Regions from separate parts of the Mus musculus genome. Here region 1 is linked to region 2. Evidence: chromatin contacts called from public promoter capture Hi-C data. All regions are on one chromosome and are shown on one strand. The core of a region is the stretch at or near the end of the contact, and the rest is flanking DNA. Distances in the headings are between cores, read along the strand shown.

Region 1 (2,700 bases), core at 43-2,542, 130 kb after region 2:
AATGAACACTTTTTCTAAAAGTCATCCATGCTTAGATGAAATTAAATCTAAAATTAAAAGCTCTCCTTCCAAACCATTACTTTTTTTTTAAAAGTATAGAGTTATATGAGTTTTGTAAAAAGGCTTGCTCACTTTGATTATTTATTGATTGATATTTTTGGTTGATTGACGTTTGCATTCGAACTTTACTTTTGGTAGAAGATTAGTTTTATTTAAGACTGTATAGGCTAAAACAACTACACTCAATAAATAAGCAAATCAAAGAAGCATGCTTTGAACAAAGCACAGAGTGATAAACTGTATCCAGTACTCCTAACTATGAGGCAATAGATTTAAAGTTTCTAAAACGACAGGGAAGTGTTCAGTGGCTCATTTTTGACAGATAAGAGCAGGACATGTAAATATGAAACATCTCTTCTCTTTTAACAAGACGAAATGGAACTCTTCCTCATGCACATGCTTTCAAAGTATGAACATTTAAGCTACCCTTTAATGAGCTGTTACAGTTTTAAAACTGAGCAAAAAGAAAATGATCATAGAAACTATCATAGAGAAACTGATTTTAATGAGCAAATATTTAGAAGATAGTAGGATTCTCATTTAATTTACAGGGCTGGGGAACACCAACAAGGCATCCAGGAATACACACCATCATTTTACAAGAATCGTACGCAATTTGAATTCCTAACTATCAAGGAAGAGCATTTTCTGGCAAACAGTATTTACTTTTGTAAGGTGCACATTTTTAAATTCTGGGGAGTACTCATGGGAATGATCTCTCTCTCTCTCTCTCTCTCTCTCTCTCTCTCTCTCTCTCTCTCTCTCTCTCTGTCTCTTCAGAGACAGGGTTTCTCTGTGTAGCCCTGGCTGTCCTGGAACTCACTCTGTAGACCAGGCTGGCCTCGAACTCAGAAATTCGCCTGCCTCTGCCTCCTAAGTGCTGGGAGTAAAGGCGTGTGCCACCATTTCTGCAGAAACTGGGAAGTTGGCTTGGGACACCTCCCCTACTCCGCCCCCTCCCGCCCTTCTCCTACTGCCCATCCCCCAATCCCCAAGGGAGCTTGGTGGTGCGGTAGTTACTCGGAAATCCCCCTTTTCTGGCTCCTCCTCCTTCAGTAGGAAGCCTGTGGGGCCGATCTGTCGCAGGAGATAGATGCTGCTACTCAGCGCCTGGTCTTGCTGCCAGCTGAGGCTCTCGCTTAAGTGTCTTCGCTTTTCTGAGGCTTTACAGCCTCCGCGAAGCATCCCTGGCGGCCGTGGAGCCTCTAGCTTTCTGAGGCGCCTTGGGTCTCTATGGCAACAGCGTGCAGCGCGGTTGCTGCGGTAACGGTGGTTCTGTCCAGAGAGCTACCCTGCAGTAGTTGGGGTTGGAGAAATTTCCGAAGTCCAAGCTTAGACTTTGAAACCTGAGGTCACAGGCACAGCTGCACACCTAGTATTCTTTTTGCTTATTTGTTCACAGGCAAGACTGTCGATCTGCACATTCTTAGATCCAGTTACAGTGTGGGCTCCAGAGGATGAAGTTAAGTTCTGTGAATTTCTCTTTCATAATAAAAAAAAAAAAACTCACCACGATGGTTGATATTCCACAAACATTTTCCAGTGGCTCACAACAGCATGCAATTAGTGGCTGAGGAAAGATGGAGAAAGCAGGGCTAGTACACCCTCTAGGGGTGTGTGTGAGTGTGTGTGTGTGTCTCTGTGTGTGTGTGTGTGTGTGTCTGTGTGTCTGTATGGTCGTGTTGGTTTTGAAGCTAGGAGAAACTCTCAAGTTTCATGTTGGGTTTGGATATTGGATGTGCTGTCAATATCCACACCCTCAAAATTGATAAAGCACTATTTTAAGGAGTAACATTTTTCAAGGCTGACCCAACAATCCACAAATTGTTTCTGAACTTTGTTTCTATATTCCAAGTTGAGAGCTATCCTAAAATATTAGTCAATAGTTTGAGTCATGGTTACTGAATCCATGTGGCTGGATTCTTTTTAAGAAACTGAAAGCGGCAGAGAGCTCTGCTTGGTGGCTTGGTCACAGGAAGAAGGAATGCATTGATCCTATCTTATCAGGAGAGGAAACCACAACTAGATCAGGTCAAGAACCGGAAAAGAAAATGGCAAAGGGACCAGCCTAGTGTGCAGACGGTGGTAATGGCAGCTTTGACAAGGCGTGAGCCATCTGTACAAACACTATGGAACCTCAGGTCCAGGGTTTGAACAAAACTATTTTGTTTTGCTTTCTTATTAAGTAATGAAGAACTAACAGTTACACTATCATTCTTCCAACACTAGCATTAGTGAAACATTGTGTTAGCAAAGGAAAACACCATACATTAAGAAAACCCCTGAGAAGAAGATAAACTGTAAACTCATTTTATATAATAGTGTTTATTATTTAAAAGCTCAGAATTAGTGAATGTCAGTTCATATTTTCTATGAAATAGAATGAGTTTGTTTTCATAGTGAAGGTACTTTAAGTAGTTACTATTCACACACCATACTCCGTGTGCCTGAATGTGTGTGTATGCATATAGCTGTTTGAGGATTTAAAAACCAAACAGCAATAAATGTTTAAGCCTTTGCATTTATTTAGAATGATATTTGCTTCATGTGTGATAAGTACTATTTTCAAAAAGGTCACATGCTTAAATTATAAATTATATAAGTTGACTGTAGTTCATTAATTCCATTTGAGGATTGGTA
Region 2 (2,866 bases), core at 132-2,631:
TCCAATCTGTCTTTCATGCTGATAGCAAAGTGACCCTCAAAAAAGAAAATTAAAAGCATGGTTGGTAGGTATCTCTCTCCCAATCAACCTCCAGAATGGTCTTTAGTGTAGATTTCTGCTTGCTTATATAGCATCCAAGGTTGCTGCATTTGCCATCTGTGAGATGCCAGAACAGTGCCTCACACAGTAAGCACAAGTGTCTGCTAGTTATTTTTAAACAGTTTAATAGTCTGCACTCACTGTAGAAAAGGATAAGTCCTCTGGTAACTGCTTTCCCAGCTTAAACTTTCCCAATACATTATGCTTTTATGCCTCTCTCTCTCTCTCTCTCTCTCTCTCTCTCTCTCTCTCTCTCACACACACACACACACACACACACACACACACACAAACGCACTTCCAGTTTTTCGACGACTTGGTATCTACTATTTCTGTGTGAATTTTTATTTTGTGCAGACTACCTTCCCCGGTGTCTTTCACAGACTTTACTTAATTTCTTTCAACTCTGTGTAAGCTCTAAATGCCTGTACTGCTTCTTCAGTTGCAACCACCACTGTGGACTATATTTTGCTTATATATTTATTGCCTTGCCCTAACAGGCAGTAAGTATTTGGAACGAAGGGATTCTATTTTACTTATTCTAAGCTCCTGATTAAAACGCACAGAGAACTCCTAGTTTATTATTTGTTAAATAAGACTTTTATTTGTTTGTTTGATTGTTTGTTTGTCTTGAGACAGGGTCTTTCTCTATAGTCCCTGGCTGTCCTAGAACTCCCTATGTAGAACAAAGTTGGTCTCAAATTACTAATACTTGCCTGCCTCTACCTCCTGAGTGCTAAAAATTAAAGGTGTGAGCCACCATATCTAGCAAGACATTAAAAAACAAAACAAATTAAAAAACCCTCCAAACACATGGAAAGTATAGGTTACAAATAGAAAAGGTGTAATTAGGAATAATTTATGATGAAGAAAGAAATTCTCATTTAAGCAGAAAAAAAAAAAAAAAAAGCCTGGAGAATATCAGTTTATCTTGTAAGTGGGCCAAGGGACAGCAGAGACTATTCCGTTAAAGGAACCTGGCTTTTGAACCACAGTTGTCTGATTGCTTTAGAAGGAAATTAATGTGCCACCTTTTTCTACCTCGGTGTCTAGTGGAAGGAATTTTATTCCACTCTACATTTTCCTGCTGCCTCGGTAAAGATTAAGGGCCAGAAACTCTTTCCTGTTAATCTCCGCCTAGCTAAACGCCTGGGCACCAGCATCACCTTGCAGAGCACTTGCTGGGTAGCCACAGGGCCCAGGCCCCCGCTCGCCCCTCCCGGCGGTCACGTGCGCGAGGATGCGAAAGCGGGCTCGCCATCCTCTTGCCGGCCCGCTCCTCCTCCTCCTGCCGAGGCTGTGCACCGCAGACGGCGCGAGGGGGAGCGAGCGAGCGGGCGCGGCCGGGTTCCGCAGCCCTGGCGCCCGCCGCCTCCCGCAGCCCCGCAATATGCCTCCGTGGCTCCCTGGCTCTTCGCCATGGCGAGGCTCTGCCGTCGCGTCCCCTGCGCCCTGCTCCTCGGCCTGGCCGCTGTGCTGCTGAAGGCGCGGCTGGTCCCCGCGGCCGCTAGAGCCGAACTCAGTCGCTCCGACCTCAGCCTCATCCAGCAGCAGCAGCAGCAGCAGCTGCAAGAGCAAAAGCAGCGGGAGGAGGCAGAGGAGGGGAGGCCGGAGGTGCCTGGGGCATCCTCTACTTTGGTGGCTCCAGGTACGTCTCGGTAGCCCAGCCCTGCTTTACTTCTTCTGTGCCAGCGATCGCATCAGGCTTCCCGGGATTCTTAGCTCCTTTCTCGTCTCCGCTTAGCCTATCTTTGCTGGTCTCAATTCCTTCGCGTCTTCCCAGGTTGCCCGTTCGGCCTTTAGCTCTTTGCTCGGGTGGGAAATCTTTCCCGCAGAGCACTGCAGTGGGCTTCAGAAGGGTCGGGGGCTGGGGGTGGGGTGGGGGTGGACGGTAAGGATGGTCAAGATGGGTGCCTGTTTCCACTATTCCACTAATCTTATTTTCCCTCTTCTTTCTACACACACACACACACACACACACACACACACACACACACACACACATACACACACACACACACACACACACACGCTCTCAAATCCCTTTAGCATTCTCTTCTCTATCCTCTCCTAGATACTGAGCAAACCGTCTTGCCATGTACACCCACACAGCGTTTGCACTGTTTCTCCCTGCCTGCTGTATTTAAATTTAGAACCGGGGAAGTGGGGGGGGGGGCGGGATCTCTATTTCTTTATATTTCTCTTCTTACCCCAGGAAAGATCCAAGGCGGCTTGCAAAAACAGGGAAAAAATGCATTTGCTACAATAAGATGAAAGAAAAAAAAATGAAACAGGAGTTTGTAGTTGAAGGAAGGGATGTGGGAGGGAGACAGGTAGCTTGGAGTGGTGTTTGGGTAGCATAACCAGCCCCTCCCCCTGAGGGGAATCTCCTTGTAGTGGAACTTAAATGAGCCATCTCTTGACTCATTCGGTAAAGGGTGATGAGATACGGGTGTAATTTATATGACCATCACAGTCCTCTATTTTCTGTTTCCCTCTCCCTCAGGTAAAGCTCTCCGAAGAGCAAAGAGCTGGGTTATCCGTTTAAATAGCTTTTACCCAGCCCACAATCCACTTAGTTACCTTTTACATTTTAAATTCTGTCTGGGCTTTGGGGGAAAAAAGGGGGGGGCTTTTTAAAAAATGAAAACAAAACACAACAACAACAACAAAACCCCACCAATTTTCTGGGTAGTGGGCTGAGGTTTCACAAACCCTAGATGAGTGAGTGTTATAACACTGATATTTTTGTTTTAAAATCTGCCTA

Evidence for each region. Promoter capture Hi-C pulls out the DNA fragments that hold promoters and counts their contacts.
Region 1: a promoter capture Hi-C map of liver shows a contact between it and region 2. The contact joins the promoter of Zswim2 here to the promoter of Fam171b in region 2. A contact is called at or near these places in 3 of 39 promoter capture datasets (hippocampal neurons and liver) and 2 of 115 datasets of contacts at active chromatin or transcription factors (memory CD8 T cells and neural progenitor cells).

The regions. Positions count from the first base shown.
Region 1 is chr2:83,939,934-83,942,633 of GRCm38.p6, forward strand. Zswim2 (zinc finger SWIM-type containing 2) reads right to left here and starts at 1,293. Exons shown (of 9, transcript NM_027964.2): 1 at 1,081-1,293. The coding sequence starts at 1,245.
Region 2 is chr2:83,811,231-83,814,096 of GRCm38.p6, forward strand. It overlaps Fam171b (family with sequence similarity 171, member B), which reads left to right and starts at 1,382. Exons shown (of 8, transcript NM_175514.3): 1 at 1,382-1,747. The coding sequence starts at 1,519.